Linked DNA regions of Hordeum vulgare: region 1 is linked to region 2. Evidence: chromatin contacts called from public Hi-C data. All regions are on one chromosome and are shown on one strand. The core of a region is the stretch at or near the end of the contact, and the rest is flanking DNA. Distances in the headings are between cores, read along the strand shown. Region 1 holds the start of LOC123411629. Region 2 holds the start of LOC123411063 (plastid division protein PDV1-like).

Region 1 (3,189 bases), core at 86-2,585, 280 kb before region 2:
TCTGCAATCAAAGCACTATGGCTGTAAGTTTTTGATGTGAGCAAACGCCCTAGGGCAAGCCACTTCGGCTTTATGTCCTCAGCATCCAATTCTTCCTCCCAGATCAGATCGTCGGCCTCGTCCTCTTGCAGCGTTAATTTCTCCAGCAATTTGCTTGCCAGACCAAAATCTCCATCTTGCCTTCCCATGTTTTCCTGCGATCCCGCCATGATCGGATCTATGCTGGCCTTAAACCCTAAACCCTCACGAACTCCTTCTCCGTCGAGACAGACACCCCGTGAGGTCCCCGACAAGGAGAGGAGGACTAGGGCAGAGAGAAGGCCGACCACAAGGGCAGCAACAGCAGACTCACGGCGGCGATCCACCGGAGGACTAGAAAAACCTAGCCGCGAGAGGACTAGGGGACTTTTTTCCTAAGGTTTCGCCAATATCCTCTTTAGTTACGAGTGTAACGGGAGAGGGGTTTTCGGTGTTGAAACTGCAACATCTGTGTACTAGCATTTGCCAATGACAACAAGATCACAGTGAAAGCCGACATGGAGTTGATCCCACAACGCAAATGAGAGTGATATCACTTTTACGTGGGGTTCCTTTTCTTCTTCTCTTGCGATGGAAATGGGAAGGGAAATGTTTTTATCGTGGGTAAGTTGGAATCGTAAGAGGGAGGTAGATGGCCTTTTTAGTGAACCGATTGTTTTTTTATTTAATCGCCTGATTTATGAAGGGATGAAAAAAAGGGTGAAAGTGCTAGCGACAGCAGCAGCAGGAGGTGGGGATCGTACGAGGTCGAACTATCACGACGATGGAAGATCCCCTTTAATAGTAAAGACATCTACTGATACATAGGCGAATGTAAAATGTGTATGTGTTTCATATATAGCTGGCCAAACGGGCCGGCCCGTGAGCCCGTCGACTGGCCCGTCATGGGCAGGCACGACACGACTTAAACGGACCCGTGCCAGACACGTAGCATGCCTCGAGCCGTGCATGGACCTGAAGGCTGGGCATGCGGGCCAACACGACACGACCCGCTTATTTTTTATATTTTTAGATTTTTAATATATATACATAATATATGATGTAATAGGACAAAAATCAGTGCATAAAGCTAAAAATATGCGGTCCAACGTATTAATCGGGCCGACATGCCGGTCCGTTTAATAATCGAGCCGTGTCTGAAGGTGAAGGCGCAACCCACGACCTGACCCAGCACGGTCTGATAAGTAAACGTACCGGTGCGGGCCATGCCATGTCGGGCCCGTTTACAACGGGCGTGCCGTGTCGTATCGTGCCGGCCCGTTTGGTCAGGTATGTTCCATAACCCAATCAGAGAAAACCGTAATCCGCACACCCTCCCGGTCCCAGCAGCCCGCGCCTCTCGACGGCGCTTGCTCCCCGTCGGCGCACTCGCGTCTCTCAGGTTCCTCGGCGCCGCTCGCTCTACCCCGTTGTCTCTTGCGCGCAGGGTCGCTCGCCTTCCCCATCGCCGCCCTCGCCGGCCGCCGGTGCGCCCGGGCCCCCACCGTTGCCGTGACCTGCTGGCAGCACGCGCGCGCGCCCGCGTCCTGCCCCCCGCCTCGTCCTCACCGGAGTCGCGCTGTGCCGTTCGCCTCCTTGCCTGATCCCTCGTGCCTTCCTCCTCTCTCCCGCCCTAAATCGGTTCTGCATGTTACCGAATACGCATGTCGTCCACCTCCTGCCTAGCCCCTCCCCCTCTGCGGCTCCCCTGCCGTAGGGTTAGGCTCCCACCTCCCTCCGCCGCCGTCGGCGCCACCGTCGCCGCCGAGAGGCCATCACTCAGGTTTAAGCCTCGCGGGGCTGCTCCCACCAAGGTAAGGCCGAAATGACCCCCTGCTCTCGGGCTCAACCGTTTGATTTTGTTTCTGCGTAGCCGGTCGTGTGGTTGTCTTCCACAATTTCAACAGCCAATCCTTGTATGGGTATCGCAGGTGCTCGACTTTGTGGAATTTGGCGACAAACGGCTACAGATTTTGCGAGTCATGTGTGTCAGTTTAGTAATCTTGGTTATTAACTTGGATATGTGTGGTTTATTTGCTAGTGTGATGTACGAGTATTAAGTTAGGTTCCTAAGCTGCAACATTGCTGCTATCCACCTGGCCAATCTGAATGCCATGCCCATCAGTTTGCTTTGTTAGTGTCAAAATGGCATGCTGCTTGCATTGATTTGATTTTTTTTTTGTTTCTTGTGCTTGTTGTGTGCATTCAGGGATGGAGGCTGGTTCACATCTCATGCTTCAGGCAGGAGCAAGACGTGTCAACATCTGATGATGGCATCAATTTCGAGTACAATGAGCAGGCAGAGATCTCAGAGGACTCTGACCTGAAGGAGGAAGATGGTGGAAGCCCCAACAGGGATGATCAGAATTATGTAAATGGATACTGGTTTGATAGAGCGCAGAAGGTTTGTCTGGTTTGTTTTTCGCATTCCAACTTGTGTTTTGACAAATAGGAATTTCAGATGTAAATTATATTAGGTTGGTACTGCAAAATGAAGTACAGTATGCACAATACACTAGACGTTAAATTACCAGTTTCTATGCTCAGTTGCTTACTTGAAATACTGTTTGAGAGCTTAAGAGATAAGATGGTAAAACAGTAGTCATGTATGGAGTTGTGTCATAAAACATTCTTCACAGTCGATGAAGAAGACATTGTGAATTACTTCATCGATTTGAGTTCATACTTGATCTATTAAATGTTCGGCATGGTTTTCAAGTTAATGAATCGCATCGCTCCACTAGTATTAACTGGTGGCGGCCTGATAACAAAATTATTTGTTGCACATGAATTGATTTTCTTACTGTTATAGACATGTGCTTTTCTCTGTTTGTGTGATGCCAGTCAATGTGTGGACCGAAGGAAAATAGCTATCGCTGTGCATATTTTTTCCCTGTGCTGCTGTATTGGGTTGCATGTCTATCTGAGTTTATAAGGAACCTTTTGGATGACCAATTGATCATCTCAATGTTTAATAAGTAACATATATGAAGAAGTGCTTGTCGTTTATGAGTTTATGAATACCTGCCATTTTGGGGCCTTACGCTACACTTCCTCATCAAGCCCAGTTATTGTATGATATCTTGCACGGTCTCTCACAAGTATATCTAATCCTAATAGTTTTTCTATCCAAAAGTTAAATAAATCCTAATATTCTTCTTTTGTGTTACT
Region 2 (3,081 bases), core at 467-2,966:
CGTAGGCGCCTCGTTGTCGACGAGAACGCATCCTTTCACTGAATGCACATCATCAAAAATCATGAAATAAATTCAAAAATAATGCGAGCATCAGAATTTAAACCCTGGTGTGCTCGGGATACAACTGTCCCTCTAACCATCTAACCACAGATTGATTTGCAGTATATTCATTTTTTTAACAACCCTCTTTTTTCTACTCCCTCCACTCCTTATTACTGTAGTTATCACCGATTTAGTACAATATAATTTTATACTAAATCAACGACAACTAATATGGAACGGAGAAAGTGGTATATTTTGAGATTCGTCTTTTCCTTCGAATAACGAATTGGCCACTCGTTACCTCCATGATCTAAAAGTACAAGAAAAATGGCTTGCATTACATTTTGGAAATGCATAATTCGTGAATGATTCCTCCCTCTCATCACAACATCATCAGTACCACCACATGACACAAAGCAATTAGGAACGCAATGAGAAAAGAAAAAGAAAAGGGTATTTTGTCAACAGAAGAAGGGGGAGGAGAAGAAAAGGTCCTAACCGGGAGGTGTGGTTCGCGGTGGAGCATGAGGAGCAGTGCCGCCGTGGCGTGCGCCAAGTGCAGCCAGGAGGCCCTCCGCCGCCCCTGCCTGTCGTCAGCGCCGAGGACCAGGAGGTTGAGGCCGCCTACCAGGCGGCGCTCGCTAGTGTCCTCCGCGACAGCGAGGAAGAAGCGCGACGCATGGCCGAAGAGGAGGAGGCGTACTAGCAGCAGCTCGCGGAGGCCATGGCATTGTCGGCCGCCGACGACTGCGTCGTGCCACCTTCGCCGGAGCCCGAGCCCGCGCTGCCGTGGGAGGTCTACCAGTGTACCGACATCATCCAGGAGTTCATCAGCGCGCCGCCCATCTGGTTGGGCGCGACCCTGTTGCAGGAGCAGGCCTACCTCGAGCACTGGAGGTCGGTGCACCTGCGGACGGAGCGCGTCGAAGGCCTGCGGCTCATGGAGCTGGAGAAGAAGGAGGAGGAGGAGCGACGGGAGGCGGAGGAGGAGGAGCGTGCTCGTGCTGCTGCGCTGCCACCGCCACCACCACAACCCGCGTCAGCGGGGCAGACGATGGAGGCGCACGCAACTGCACTCTGGAACTCGGCGTTCCCCTGGGCCGGCCCTGCGCCAACGCTGGTCGACCTCACCGGCCCCGATGACAACGATGACAACGCCTAGGGCTGCATGGATGCAGTTTTAGGTTTTTTTATTTTTATTTAATGTAATGCGGACGCGACGCGTGGACTATCGCCGACCTTCGTGATTGGATTTTAATGTTTAATTATGCATTATGTTTTTTTTCTCGCCGATAAAAAATGAGTCCGACCAGCGTTGGGCTCACGAGCCGAACCATTTACGGAAGCGGACGTTCGTGTCCGCCTCGCCGACCCGAACGGACGAAAAGCGGACGAAATCGTTGTCTGTTTGGGTCGGCCCGTTGCTCTTAGTACAATAATTTTATACTAAATCAACGGCAACTAATATGGAACGGAGAAAGTGGTATATTTTGAGATTCGTCTTTTCTTTTGAATAACGAATTTACCACTAGTTACCTCCATGATCTAAAAGTACAAGAAAAATGGCTTGCATTACATTTTGCAAATGCATAATTCGTGAATGATTCCTCCCTCTCATCACAACATCATCGGTACCACCACATGACACAAAGCAATTAGGAACGCAAAGAGAAAAGAAAAAGAAAAAGGGTATTTTGTCAACAGAAGAAGGGGGAGGAGAAGAAAAGCTCCACCCGTCGTGCGCCGTGGGTGCCTGCCTTCTTCAGCCCCCCACCCCTCTCTTGTCTCCAACGGCGACGAGCGAATCGCGTGAATGAGATGAGATGGGACTGGGAGACGCCGGCGACGGAAGCGGAGGCGGAGGCGTTGCAGGAGCGCATCTGGGACCTCCATGACAAGCTCAGCCACGCCATCCTCGCCCTCTCCGCCTGCGCCGGCCTTCCTGCCTGCCTCTGCCGGGGCGCCCCCAACGGGCACGTAGTCGTCAAGGGGCAGCGGCCGCCGCAGGGTGGAGGGCACGTCGACCTGGCGGCGGCGGCGGCGGCCATGGCGGACGCGCGGGGCCTGCACGCCATCCGCGCCGCGCTCGAGGACCTCGAGGGCCACCTCCACTTCCTTCGTGTGAGTGCAAGCCCTCCCTCACCTCCCCCTCCTCCTCCTCCTTGCGTTCCTCTGAGTTGAAAAATCCGTGCCTCGTTGATGTCGCGTGCGAGAAGCATCTTCAGAAAAATGATACAGTGGATTGTTGTCATGCCTTTGCTTGCCCCCCTGCGCAATTAATCATCTCCTTTAAGTTTGTTTTCTTTTGAGATGACTCCACCATGCTGATCCGTAAATCCAGATTCAGATGAACAATTGTTCATGTCGTTTAAATTCTGAGCACGCATCTCATTCAGGCAAACTAGGCCGGCCTTGTCATTCATTAGTGCTGTTCTGTGTTTTGGTCCACAGATGCTCCTTGTTTGACAGTATGTCCATGTGGAAAACAACGGTATTAAGCCACATATTTGTGAGCTGGATGCTAGCTTTGTTTGTTTGTCTCTGTTATGTTTCGTTATCACGAGCCTTTGTATTCTTCGTCAATTTTGTCCTCATGTGATTTGAGTGCCAGATTCACTCCTGTCGGCATGCGTCTTCATTCCATAGGTGTAACATACACCGGGAGAATCTTATCTGTTGAATTGGGACCTCTCGTTCCCTTGTAGCCGATAATGGTACCAAGTCACACAATTGCTACAGGTTGTTAGCCATGTAGCTTACTGTCTTCTGGCTAATGGTAGTTACCCATGTAGCTTCTTCCTGGTTGTCCTCTTGTATAAGGTATCAACAGGAACTCTTAATTGTTAAAATTGTCGCAGTGTCCCTCATTTTATTCCAAGGTATACGATGTACAATTTCTTACCGTACATGATCGAGTCTTAGCTGAATGAGCTGAGCACATAATGCTGCTTTATGCAGGAGCAATTACATGTGTCAAGATAAGCTATCTTCTCTCGGCATCTGTGAAATTAAGCACTCCTACATGATTTTGTTTGAAGG

The links. A called contact is a pair of places that touch in the nucleus more often than the background predicts.
Region 1: a contact with region 2 is called in a Hi-C map of leaf, with 9 times the contacts expected there. The contact joins the promoter of LOC123411629 here to the promoter of LOC123411063 in region 2. A contact is called at or near these places in 4 of 6 Hi-C or Micro-C datasets (leaf and seedling) and 1 of 1 datasets of contacts at active chromatin or transcription factors (embryo).

Annotation. Positions count from the first base shown.
Region 1 is chr7H:463,623,152-463,626,340 of MorexV3_pseudomolecules_assembly, reverse strand. It overlaps LOC123411629, which reads left to right and starts at 1,335. Exons shown (of 5, transcript XM_045104595.1): 1 at 1,335-1,832; 2 at 1,950-2,006; 3 at 2,228-2,422. The coding sequence starts at 1,683.
Region 2 is chr7H:463,341,327-463,344,407 of MorexV3_pseudomolecules_assembly, reverse strand. It overlaps LOC123411063 (plastid division protein PDV1-like), which reads left to right and starts at 1,716. Exons shown (of 2, transcript XM_045103985.1): 1 at 1,716-2,163. The coding sequence starts at 1,861.